Linked DNA regions of Bos taurus: region 2 is linked to region 1. The links are chromatin contacts, called in public Hi-C maps. All regions are on one chromosome and are shown on one strand. The core of a region is the stretch at or near the end of the contact, and the rest is flanking DNA. Distances in the headings are between cores, read along the strand shown.

The links. Hi-C and Micro-C count contacts between places; a contact is called where the count stands out from the background.
Region 2: a contact with region 1 is called in a Hi-C map of liver, with 4 times the contacts expected there. The contact joins two enhancer-like sites. A contact is called at or near these places in 2 of 11 Hi-C or Micro-C datasets (liver and skeletal muscle).

Annotation. Positions count from the first base shown.
Region 1 is chr4:15,209,758-15,216,374 of ARS-UCD2.0, reverse strand. All of the region lies in intron 2 of ASNS (asparagine synthetase (glutamine-hydrolyzing)), which reads left to right. Among named protein-coding and RNA genes, the nearest start is that of ASNS, 63 kb to the left of the region's middle. Within about 2 kb of position 3,309, at least 12 of the 102 cell types and tissues checked have an H3K27ac peak or open chromatin away from gene starts, as enhancers often do. A contact at or near this core is called in liver, where this site is marked.
Region 2 is chr4:15,409,565-15,416,181 of ARS-UCD2.0, reverse strand. No RefSeq gene overlaps it. Among named protein-coding and RNA genes, the nearest start is that of TRNAS-GCU, 61 kb to the left of the region's middle. Within about 2 kb of position 3,006, at least 6 of the 102 cell types and tissues checked have an H3K27ac peak or open chromatin away from gene starts, as enhancers often do. A contact at or near this core is called in liver, where this site is marked.

The DNA.
Region 1 (6,617 bases), core at 2,060-4,559:
TTTAAATCCAGATTATTGCTATGCTTTACCAAACTATCGATTGAATTTGGGGGAAAGAGGGAAGGGCATTTTCAAATATTCAAGAATTATAATTTTTCCTCTAACACACCTTTCCTTAAAAAGTTGCTTGAGGTGGATTTCAGCAATAAGAGAGAGTAATCTAAGGAAAAGGAAGACTGGGGACACAGGAAGCAGAGACATAAAGTCCCAGGATGGTTGCTGGGCAGCAGCCCACAGAGAACCCAGCCCACACTGGAGCGGGAAGATTGAGGACTCCAGATAGAAATGGTTTCGAAAGACTTCAGGGCAGGTAGGACTAGCTCACAGAGGGCTTGAAAATACTGAGGCTATAATAAAGGTCCAGAGTGCATGCGTGCTTTAGTCGCTCAGTCATGTCTGACTCTTTTTGCCACCCCATGGACTGTAGCCTTCCAGGCTCCTCTGTCCGTGGGATTTCCCAGGCAAGAATATTGAAGTGGGTTACCATTTCCTTCTCCAGGGGATCTTCCTGGCCCAGGGATCAAACCCGTGTTTCCTTCACTGGCAAGTGGATTCTTTACCACTGAGCCACCAGGGAAGCCCAAGGTAGAGAACACATGGTCCAAAGTGAAAGTAACATGTTCTGATTTAAGTAACTGATAAAGTGTAAAAGACCTCAACTGTGTTTAAACCACAGTTTTTTACCAACTGTGTTTTAAACCACTCTAAGCAGCAAATAAGTAGTCCCTTTTGTGTAATACTGCAGTCAGGGCAGTGGGACTGTAGGGGAGAGTACAGTGCCTGTGTACACATCATGCCTGGACATATTCATATGTGATGACTGTGTGGGAACATGTCTGGAAGGATGCCTGCTATGATGTTAATAACGATTGTAGTTGGAGATGGGATTTAAGTGATTTCTTTTTGTTTATCTGTGTTTTTCAAAGTTTTCTTTTTTTTTTTTTCAAAGTTTTCTAACATGATCCTCTGTCAGCTGTTTGATTTAGATGGTATCAATGATTTTAAAAACAATGTAGAGAATATTGTGTTATTGTTATGTGGAAAAAATGTAACGGAGATAGAAAATACACTCCAACTTCTGGCTTCAGTGCCAGTAAGCAAACTGGGACAACTGGTCACCCTGTGTCCTGTTGAGACCTAGCAGGACCAGCAAAGAGCCTAAAAGTATCCAAAGGGCGCTCCGTGCGTACGTTCAAATTGACTGTGTCTTAAATTGCCAAGTGCTGTGCCAGGCACAGGAAACAGGAGCGAGATACAGTCTCTGTCCTGAAGATACTCCAAGTCAGAGAAGGAGCAGACCAGGAAAACTTCAGTCACGTCACACAGTGAAGAGTGCTGTGCTTCATGTAAACATGAAGTGCCCTGGAACCCCAGGAAAATGGAAGCTCCCCTCAAACCAGGGAAGGTCCCATGCAGCTTCTTGTAGGAGATGACGTAAGACATGTTCTCAAAAGCAAATAGGAACAAGCCAGATGGAAAGGGCATTCTTGGCAGGGCAGTGGTGTACACTGTGGGTTGGAAAGACCATGGTGGGCTTCCCTGGTGGCTCAGTGGTAAAGAATCCGCCTGCCAATGCAGGAGACACGGGTTCGATCCCTGATCCAGGAAGATCCCACATGCCGCGGAGCAACTAAACCCGTGCGCCACAACTATTGGGCTTGTAGTCTGGAGCCCAGGGGCTGCAACTATGGAGCCCATGCGCCCTAGAGCCTGTGCTCCACAACCAGAGAAGGCACCACAGTGAGAAGCCCCGCACTGCAATTAGAGAGAAGCCCCACTCACTGCATCTAGAGAAAAGCCTGAGCATCAGTGAGGACCCAGCACAGTCAAAAATAAATACATCAAGTTATTTTTTAAAAAAAGAAAGACCATGGTGATCCTGTAGCTGCTAGTGGCGTGAGGGGGTTAGAGCCTCAGGGGCATGTGATCCTGGCATGGTAGGTAGGAGATGGGTTGTAAAGAGGCTACAAAACCTAACTAAAGTGTGTGGGCTTTTACAGCATTTACTCTGGTGGTTGTGTATGAGATGGAGTGAAAGGGAATGGGATCAAGGTTATTTATGATGTGAGGGGTTAGAAAGAATATATGTGACCCTCGTGGAAGCCCCTTCCAACCCACCCTGTCTAGTCACATTCCTCTACCTCCCCTACCCTGTCATTGCACCCTACCTGTTTCCTTCTCAGTGCTTAGATTTCTCTTCTTAAACTATTTTGATCACTTACCTGATTATAGTCTTTCTCCCCCATTAGGCTGTAAGCCGCACAGGGCAAAGACTGTGTCTGTTTTATCCACCAATGCAGTGCGTATAGCTTGCACCTAAAGAGTTGTGGGCGCTCAACAATTGCCCAGAATAAGGCAGCAGCGATGGAGGTGGAAAGAAGGCAGATTTGAGAGTTTAGATACAGACTAGAGAACCTGGTGATTGATTGATTTAGAGAGTTATGCCGGGTTGAGAGCTGGGGTTGGAGAGCATAAAGATGAATCTTCCAGGGGCCCGACTCAGGAGACATCAGACTCAGCTGGTGGTTGTTGGGTGAGTGTGGGTGGGGTGGAAAGGAGTGGGTTGCAGTGAGAATGTGATCTCACTAGAGAGCAATTGCAACCCTGAACTCACCCCACAGGTTTAACTCCCCTGCCTTCCTGCTCTTTCAGTAATTCTTAAACTTTGCTGCACCTTAGAATGACGTGTTAAAAACCTGACATGGGGGACTTTCCTTAGATTAGTGAAATCTATCTACCAGTGAAGATAGGGATAGAGCCTCCGAATTTTTAAACTTTTAAAATATCGATATTCCGGTGAGCACCATTGTCCCATGAGTTTCCAGATGAGCAGTCCCCTTCCTGCCCTTTGTCTGGAAACCGCAGGCTTATCAGTCACCTCACTCTGCCGGCTCAAGGCTGAGCCATCAGCTGGCTTCCATTCCTCTTCACCAGGGTTGGGTCCTGGCACTGAAACCCTTCTACAAATATTTGTGCTTTTAACCTGCCACTGCCTGGCATGTATGTCACCTCAGCCAATATTTACACTTGTAGATGACTATACTTAATGCTTAATGGTGTGTTCAGCATAAAAGGTGTAAAGGATGTGAATTACTTGAGTTTTCCTGTTTCCTTTTGAACCTTGGAAAACATCCAGATGGTTCTCTTTAGCCCTTATTCACTTTCTTCAAACATTTCACAACTGGGGCCAGTAAAAGTAGACCCAATGACGCAATTCTCAATCTCTAATTTCTTGCCAATAACCAGGAAGCGCCTTGTGGTTGGTGGTGTGGCAGGGGAGAGGGGCAGCATGTTGTGCAACATTGTGTACCAACGCAAAATTGGGCTGTGGTTACCTTCTGGGGTAACCCCTGGTGGTTTTTCAGTATGGACATGACTACAAGCGTCTGTGGTTTCTCAGGACCCCAGAGGAACTACTGAAAGTGATGAGGTCCAGGAATGAAACTTCATTGTTGGAAAATTAATTTTAAAAATTAATAGGGTTTTAATTTTCCTTCAGAATCTGTACATGATTTGACAGTTGAAAGTGTTTTCATCTTACTTTCCGTATTTGGTTTCTACACACATTCTTTGATCCTGAAGACAAAATTTTGTACTTGGAGACTTTGATTTGTTCTATGGCAAAGCTTCTGGAGGATCTTCCCTAGTGGCTCAGATAGTAAATAATTTGCCTGCAATGCAGGAGACCTGGGTTCAATTCCTGAGTCAGGAAGATCCTCTGGAGAAGGGTATGGCAACCTACTCCAGTATTCTTGCCTGGAAACTTCCGTGGACAGAGGAACCTGGTGGGCTACAGTCCACACAGTCACAAAGAGTCAGACACGACTGACCAGTCTCTCCCCAGTGCTTGGTTGGCACTGCCTGGTCCATAATGATTTTTGGGCTTCCCTGGTGGCTCAGACGGTAAAGAATCTGCCTGCAGTGCAGGAAACCTGGGTTCAGTCCCTGGGTTGGGAAGATCCCCTGGGGAAGGGAACAGCTCCCCACTCCGGTATTCTGGCCTGGAGAATTCCATGGACAGAGGAGCCTCGCAGGCTACAGTCTATGGGATCACAAAGAGTCGCACACGACTGACAACTTTCACACACAAAGCTTCTGGAAGTGCTGCTGGGAGGAGACATGGCTCATTTTCAGGGTGAGCCTAGTGAGGGGGCAGAGAAAAGCTCTTGCAAGGGGTTGGAGCCCCAGGTGCAAAGCCGGGAGGCTGGATTTGGTTGGAGGAGCTGCAAGTGATGGGATGACTGGCTTGTAACAGGTTAAGGTTAGGTGAAAGGCTAGAATAAAGAGGTGGGTGGGCACAGGGGTCTCATGCACTCAAGTGACATCTCTACAGCCTGCAATTACACCTTCCTCTTCTGCATCCTGCACATCCAGCTTCCCAAAGAGTGAAGTGTTAGTCACTCAGTTGTGTCTAACTCTTTTCAACGCCCTGGACTATAGCCCACCAGGCTCCTCTGTTCATGGGTTTTTCCAGGCAAGAATACTGGAGTGGGTAGCCATTCCATTTTCCAGGGGATCTTCCCAACCCAGGGACTGAACCTGGGTTTCCTGCATTGCAGGCAGATTCTTTACCATCTGAGCCATTAGGGAAATTGATAAGAGTAGATGTGATCATTGTGCTGCTAACTGCTGCTACGTCACTTCAGTCGTGTCCGACTCTGTGCGACCCCATAGACGGCAGCCCACCAGGCTCCCCCATCCCTGGGATTCTCCAGGCAAGAACACTGGAGTGGGTTGCCATTTCCTTCTCCAATGCATGAAAGTGAAAAGTGAAAGTGAAGTCACTCAGTCGTGTCTGACTCTTAGTGGCCCCATAGTCTGCAGCCTACCAAGCTCCTCCGTCCATGGGATTTTCCAGGCAAGAGTACTGGAGTGGGGTGCCATAGCCTTCTCCATGTGATCATTGTGCTTTTCCCTTAAAAAACAAAAATAAAACAAAAACTTCACTATGTTTTCCAGTAAGACCAAATTCTTTAGACTCCCTCAGTCTAGTTGTGAGACTTTTTTCCTGTTTCTTTATTTAAAGGCAAAGTGTAGAATACAGAAAACAAACACACACACACAAAAAAAACCCAAGGACAATGCAGGAAGGCACTGGAGTTCCGGGAGACATTCCACAAGGTGACCTAACCAAGGCCATTTATTTTGCACACACAGGACTGCACAGCCTCTTTGACTTGAACATGTCAAATTACCTTGCAAAGAATTTTGCCTTTGAGAGAATCCCTGAAAAGTCCTTCAGTGTTTAAGTCCCTTAAAGAGTCAAGTAATGCTTGCCCTTGAGAACATGTGGATTATCTTAAAATATCTTCTGATATTGACTTCTAATATAATTCCACAGTGGTAAAATAACAGACTCTGTATTTCAGTATCTTTAGACCATGGAAGTTTTGCACTTTGTTTTATGTCCCTGGATATGTTCCAGCATCTCCTAGTTTATAGTCTATGGGAACTTGAATAGAATTTGTATCCTACTGTTGTGTGAAAATTGTATAAATCTTAATCATGTTGAATTGGTTCATAGTGCTTTTCAAATCTACTATATCCTTTTACTTCTCTGTGTATTCATTCTATTAACTTTTGAGAGTTTGATATTGAAACTCCAACTAAAAATGTTATCTACTTAAAAATTAATTGTAATATATAGTGGAACTATATGTAACCTTGGTCTGTATTTTCCAAGTCTGGTAAATGTGTTACCATAGTTTCATAATTTAAAAAATAAGAAAGAGGGGAAAAAAAGAAAAGAAATGCTAATCAAGTGGGTTATTACAAGAAAGAAGCAAGATCTGCTATTTAAGACCTTGCTTCTTTCTTATACCAATCTTATTCTTTGGCCAATTTTGTCATTTTGCAAATGTTCCTTACTCTTTTAAACCTCCATGTTTTTGATTAAAGTATTCCTTTTTTTCCCCCCCAGAATGCCTGTTCTCCATCTCTACCTGGGAAGGCTTATCATGTTTGAGTACCTAACTGAAATGTGATTTCCTTCATCCGATTGCATTGTCATTCCAGGTGGACGTGCCTTTTATCTGTACTTGATTAGAGTTTAATATTTTAAAACTTTAATTAGAGTATAATTTACATGAATTGGCCAAAAAGTTTGTTTGGATTTTTCTGTAAGATGGTACAAAAAACCTGAACGAACTTTTTAGTCAACCCAATATTTCCTAAAAGTAAGTGTACAGGTTGATGAAGTTTCATAAGGTGAACACACTTGTGACGCCGAGAACCAGAATGTCACCAGCACCTAGGAAACCCTTTCTCCCATCCCCACTCCCATCCAAGGCTAACAGCGGTCAACAGGTCAGGACACAGATTAATTTTGAATGTCATCAAAGCATGATCACAACTGCTTTTTAAGAGTATATACTCTTTCATATCCATATCTTTCATATCTTTCCCCTAATATTATGTTTGTGAGATTCATTCATGTTGTTATAGTATTTGTGGATGATTCATTCTTGTGGCTGTATAGTGTTCCATTGTGAGAATATACCACAAGTCAGCATGCATTCTACTGTTGATAGCCTATTTGCTACTTTGAACATTCTAGTATACACCTTTTGGTAATAGGTGCACATACACAGATACACACACAAGTGACTGCCTCACTG
Region 2 (6,617 bases), core at 1,757-4,256, 200 kb before region 1:
GAGCCCAAGAACATGCTTTATGAGTCTCCAGAGATTACCATGGCCAACAATGTACCATACCAATCCTGAGACTATTATGACAAGTGATACTCTATGTGGATCCCAGAGGTTACTGTGTCCAAGGACACAGCATGAATCTTCAGAGATCATTCTTGAATGCAGCTTAAGACAGGATAACCTGGGAGACAGACCAGTCCAGTCCTAACCCCAAATACCTGGTACGCATAATCCAAAGGCTGTGCTAGAGCTCTGTGGGAAGCTAACCCAGCCCTTGTGGCTCAGAGGAATGCAATGTCAAGTTCTAAATGCTGCCAGAAACCTCACCCAGCTTTGATCTTCTCACCTGATATTCTGCTTCCCTGCAGCCTGCCGCTCAGCAAGCCAAGTGTTAAAACTGTGTGTAGCCTGTGGCGGATTCATGTTGATGTATGGCAAAACCAATACAATATTGTAAAGTAATTAGCTTCCAATTAAAATAAATAAATTTATATTTTTTTAAAAAAGAGAAAGAAAGTGGGAGGTTATCTGCAAAAAGAGACATGCATGGTGGTGAAGAGAAGAAGGCCCTTGAGAAAGAAAGACCTGGTTATAAATCTTAGTGCTCACTAAAATAAAGTGACAGAATAGGGAATAATGTTGATATAAGTTATATTATTATATTTCCCTCATTCTAGGGTATCCTGTTCCTGAGGTGTAAACACATATTTCAAGTTTCATTGTAATTATATTACAATAATGGAGTAAAAGAAGCAGGCCAATAACAGATTTCTACCTTCCTGTGACTGTTAGAATAATTAAGAATGGTTATTGTACCTATCTCCCAGTCAATCAATAAGTTAATTAAACATTTTAGAGAAGTACCAGGAATCTCTATATTTGAAAATAACTCCAAGAATCCTTTCTTCAAACAGAATCGTAAATTATTCTGTTTTATTTAATATTAATGACTTTGTTTCTTAATGGGATATATATATATAAAATTAATTATATTTTAAAAGATAAAACAAAGTTAATGATTTAAATTCTTCATCTTTTAGCATGCACTGCTATGCTCTATTATAGGCACAGAGAAAATTCTTTCCATAAAGAATTACATTAAATGACAAAAAAAAAAAAAAAAACTGGGTGTAGTTATGGAGGTTATTCATTTGGGATTATGCCAAGAATCCAGGAATGCTTGAGTGTTGCTCCAAACTCCAGCTCCCCACATCCACAAGAATATGTACAGAGAACAACAGCAAGGAAAAGCAAATCTCCTTGTCAAGTGCTAGGGCTGAGCTTTCTGGCAAGTATGACTGAATCATGTAGCATCTCTTGGTCCTAGGCTCACGCTCATATGCTCAGCCACTTCAGTTGTATCTGATGCTTTGTGACCCCATGGACTGTAGACTGCCAGGTTCCTCTGTCCCTGGGATTCTCCAGGCAAGAATACTGGAATAGGTTGCCATGTCCTTCTCCAGGGGACCTTCCCAATCCAGGGATTGACCCTGCGTCTCTTACGTCTCCTGCACTGGCAGGCAGGTTCTTACCACTAGTGGCCACCTGGGAAGCCCTGGTCCTGGGCTAGTGCATCCTAAATAGTTTTTAACCAAATGCCATCTAGCACATTCCTTAGTACCTTGGGAAAATAAGCAGAGAGAGACATTCACTCACTCATTCACTCACTCACTCATCCATGTGTCAGTTACTATCTGCTACTACTACTATATGCCAGGCACTGTCTCTGTATTTATGAAGCTTATTTTCTGGTAGAGGACAGACAAGAGAGTCATATAAACGTCAAACTGAAATTAATCTGTGAAATATATGATGTGCTAAGTACTACAAAAAAGGTTCTCTGTGCCGGCAGAGCACGTAGTTGAGAAATACAGGAAGAAAGTGTGAGTCACCAATGCTATGGAAGACCATAATTGTATATAATTTGTTTTTCTCTCTCTATCTTTATCATGCTTGCTGTAGGTAGGGTGTGCTTTCCCATACATTTGACTATGGACTTGATTACTGATTTGCTTTGGCCAGTGGAATGGGCCCACACATCAGGTATGCCATGACTGAGCACAAGCTTTAAATGTGGTTGTGTGCTTCGACCTGTGCCTCTCCCTCTGGACCTTCACCAAGAAACTAGCATGCCTTCTTCAACTCTGGTGCCAGAAGAAGCAGCTACACAGAGCTGAAATGAGTCCAGGAAAGCCTTGCTGAACCAAGCTAGGCTTGCTGAGTCCAGCAGAGCGGAAGCCAACGATAGCCTTCAAGTCATGCAGGCAAGAAATAAATGTTGACACCGGCAGCTCAGATTTGGGATTGTGCGTTACCACTATAAAAGTTGACAAATAAAAATTCCTACTTTCAGACTTGCCTTAGCTGTCTATGCGAGGCTGTAGCCTCTGGCCTGGCTGACAAGGGAGAGAAGAGAGAGGCTGTGGAAGACAGATGGGGCTCTTTCCACGTAGGAAAAAGCTCTGACATGTCTACTGTTGCAGCTTCTTAGAAGAGTGAAGAGAGAGATGGACAGTATTCCTTCTAACTAAGATGGACTAATATGGACCAGATTTATTCTCATTCCAGAAACAATGAAAAACAGACAACATTTAGGTAGTGACGGTTTGTGAAACAAGTAAACCCATCAGGCAAGGACAGTGAGCCCTGATAGGTGGAAAGAAAATGCGGTGAGCCCTGCAATTGCCCCAGTCTACTGTTTGGCAGCATTTCCAGGTCACAGTACAGAGACAGGGAACCAGGCCAGAACCTGGCAGATCCCCTGGGATGGATGAGGACTAAGAGCTGAGAGCCTAGAAAGACCAAGGCGGCTAGAATTCTGAGGATGAGGGCAGAGAGCTGGAAAGAAGTTCATAGGATGCGAACTTGGGAGGTCTGTGGAGGGCTCCCCGTGAGTATGTGGCTGAGTAGTGATGAGTGAATGTACGTGCGGAAACTGCCCAAAGCTAGGAACTGAACCAACTGAGAGGATTAGAGGTAACAGTGCCAGGTGCTAACACTGGGCCAGGAGCAATACCCGCCACACCAGCCAACTGGAAAGCCTCCAGATTCACCCAGTGCTGGGTAAAGTGCAGATCCTAGACCATGAAACAAGTGCCAATAAATGTAAAAGAATTCTATTCATATAAACTATGTTCTCCTTACAATGAAATTCAATTATAAGCCAATAGCAGAAATATATTTGGAAAAACCTCAATTATTTTCAAACTCTATAAAATACTGCTAGATCCTCAGGTCAATGAGGAAAATTAGAAAGTATTCTGACCTGAATGAAAATTAAGTATACCATGTATCAAAACTTGTGGGATGCTACTCAAGCAGTATGAGGGGGAAATTTTTTAACACTGAATGAGAAGAGGGTGTCAGAGGATGAAGTGACTGGATGGCATCCCCGATGCAATGGACATGAACTTGCGCAGACTTCGGGAGATGGTGGCCTGGTGTGCTGCAGTCCATGGGGTCACAAAGGGTCGGACGTAACTGGGCCACTGGACGACAACAATGACTACCGGAGAAGTCCCAAATCAATGACTTAAGCAGAGGGGTGGGATGGGGCCTGGGCTGGGAGGGAGGCTCAAGAGGAAGGGGATATATGCATACTCAAGGCTATGGTTTTTCCTGTGGTCATGTATGGATGTGAGAGTTGGACTGTGAAGAAGGCTGAGCGCCCAAGAATTGATGCTTTTGAACTGTGGTGTTGGAGAAGACTCTTGAGAGTCCCTTGGACTGCAAGGAGATCCAACCAGTCCATCCTAAAGGAGATCAGTCCTGGGTGTTCACCGGAAGGAATGATGCTAAAGCTGAAACTCCAGTACTTTGGCCACCTCATGCGAAGAGCTGACTCATTGGAAAAGACTCTGATGCTGGGAGGGATTGGGGGCAGGAGGAGAAGGGGACAACAGAGGATAAGATGGCTGGATGGCATTATTGACTCAATGGACGTGAGTCTCAGTGAACTCCGGGAGCTGGTGATGGACAGGGAGGCCTGGCGTGCTGCGATTCATGGGGTCGCAAAGAGTTGGACACGACTGAGCAACTGATCTGATCTGATCTGATGGCTGGTTCATGTCGTTGTACCGCAGAAACCCACAGAACATAGTAAAGCAATTATCCTCCAATTAAAAATTAAAAAAAAAAGAAATTAGGAAGGAAGAACAAATTAAACCTAAAGTAAGTAGACAAAATAATAATGAGCAGAGTAGAAACTAAAGAAATAGAATGAAGAAAATAAATGGATATATACATATCTCAAAACTTAACAAATTGCACACTTCAAATAGATACAGTTTATTCTATGTCAGTGGTGGCTCAGACAGTAAAGAATCTGTCTGCAATGCAGGAGACCTGGGTTCGATCCCTGGGTCAGGAAGATCCCCTGGAGAAGGGAATGGCAAGCCACTACAGTATTCTTGCCTGGAGAATTCCATGGACAGAGGAACCTGGCAGGCTACAAACTACAGTTCATAGGGTTCAAGAAACTACAGTTCAAGAAACATGATAACTAACTGTAACCTGGTTCATGAACTTGTCTCCTACATTAGTTTGGGCTGGAGAAGTCACAGAAATGCCAGTGTAAAGAGGAAGTGGCAGGAAGAGAGGGGGACTGCTTACATCAGAGGTTATAGTACCACCTTTCTGGGAGCCACTTAAAGACTAAAAGCATAAGAACATTAAATTAGAATATTTTCAGAAATATAGCCTCCCCAAAACCACAAAAAACAACTCTCTCTTAGAGTAGACATTAGTAGAAAAAAGAGCTGTGTTTTGGGAATTTAGACGTCTGCCATTTTCAACTCTACCCACCTAGGAAAGAAATAATTAGCTTACTGATGGAGGGACTTGTGTCATTGCAATGGAGACGATGGCCAAGGCTCATGCCCCAGGGACAAGAACGAAACTGGTCACTTCCTTTCACAGGCCAGTGTGGCCAAAAGCTAATCAAAAGCCCATGTACATTCTTTTTGTTAGTGTAGATGTTACAATTCACTGAAATAAACATCCATCACTGTGGCAGAAGCAACCTGGAATAGAAGCCAAAACCAGGAGACAAGTTTCCTAACTCAGCTCTACTAAAAATATTTGCAACTGATTTATCTGGTTTGTTTGATAAAGACAAACAGTTTAAAATATCTTAAAATAATGATGCTTTTAAACTTAACACTATAGATAATATTTATGTTTCCATTATCAAAAGGCTCTGGCAAGTAATTTTTAAGTGGAATTTTGGCACAAAGAGGTGGAAAGCTTTCCCATGATATATTTGTCATCTATACTTTCCTAGAACTGTTAGTTTCAAATTAATGAGTATCTCTCTTAAACCTCTTTTCCCAGTACAAATCCTGTCCTTTCTCAAGTCATTTGCTTTATATAAAGCTTAAATGAGCTTCTGAAATGAATGAACTTTCTATTACTTTGTTTTGAGAAAAGCCTTACTATAGCATATTGGGCAATGTCATTTGATTTCCTGAAACATCAAATATAAAATAGTTACAAACATGTTAAAAGCACTTGAGTAGGTTTTTGGTTACTTTCTATAAGCTTTCATTAGTTTCCTCTTCCACAATGGAAAATCTTGCTTTCTTTCTAATTAAAACATTGTATAGCCTTTAAGAGGGAGGATTTTTTGATTCTCATCATTATAGAAAGAACGTGTACCTTTTTGGAAGAGTTCTTTAGTAAATATATACTCTTATTTAAAAAAATTAAAACTATTTAAAATTAGAGACTTCTGTTCCTAGTAATAGGCAAGACTACATTAGCTGGACAAACCTCCCTGCTGGAAACAACGAACTTGTTGAAAAAAGTAGAATAAATTTCTTAAAAGCACCATACGGCCAATGAGATATTGAAGAATAACAAAGCTAAAATCTGGAGAATGAAATGGCAACCCACTCCAGTATTCTTGCCTGGAGAATTTCATGGACAGAGGAACCTGGAGGGCTACAGTCCACGGGATTGCAAAGAGTTGGATACAACTGAGTGACTAAGACACAAAGCTAAAATCAAAGGGGAAATAGGAAATTAGAGATGTTAGTACAATACTGGAGCTGGTTTCGTCATGTAACACTTAGGATTTCAGAGTGTCTTTAGCTTTGGTAGCTTCTGAGGATGAAAGGGACAAAATTTAAAGCTCTGAACTACATGCTGTGGGGTGTTTAATGGGAAGGGGATAATGACTGCAAAAGGAATGAAGTAGTTTTAAGGGTGATGAAAATATTCTATATTTGAAGATGTAGTGGTAATCTCAAATTAAGTGAAAAAAAAAATTAACTCACAGATGCAAGAAGCTAATGGATTCCAAGCAGGATGAATACCAAAAAAAAAAAAAAAAAAACCCAAACACCTACCCAGCCACAATACAGTCAAATAACTAAAAGCCAAAAATGAAAGGAAAATCTTGAAAGCAACAGAGAAAAATGTGACATTTCACACAAGGGAACAACAATATGATTAACGACCAACTTCTCAATAAAAACAATGTAGATCAGGAGACTTTGTCACATTTTCAATGTGCTAAAAGAAAACATCTGTGAATATACATACACCAGAAAAAATCTACAAGGTTAAAAATGTACCTAACTTCAACAAACCAAGAAAATTTTATTTTTCTAATGTTTTCT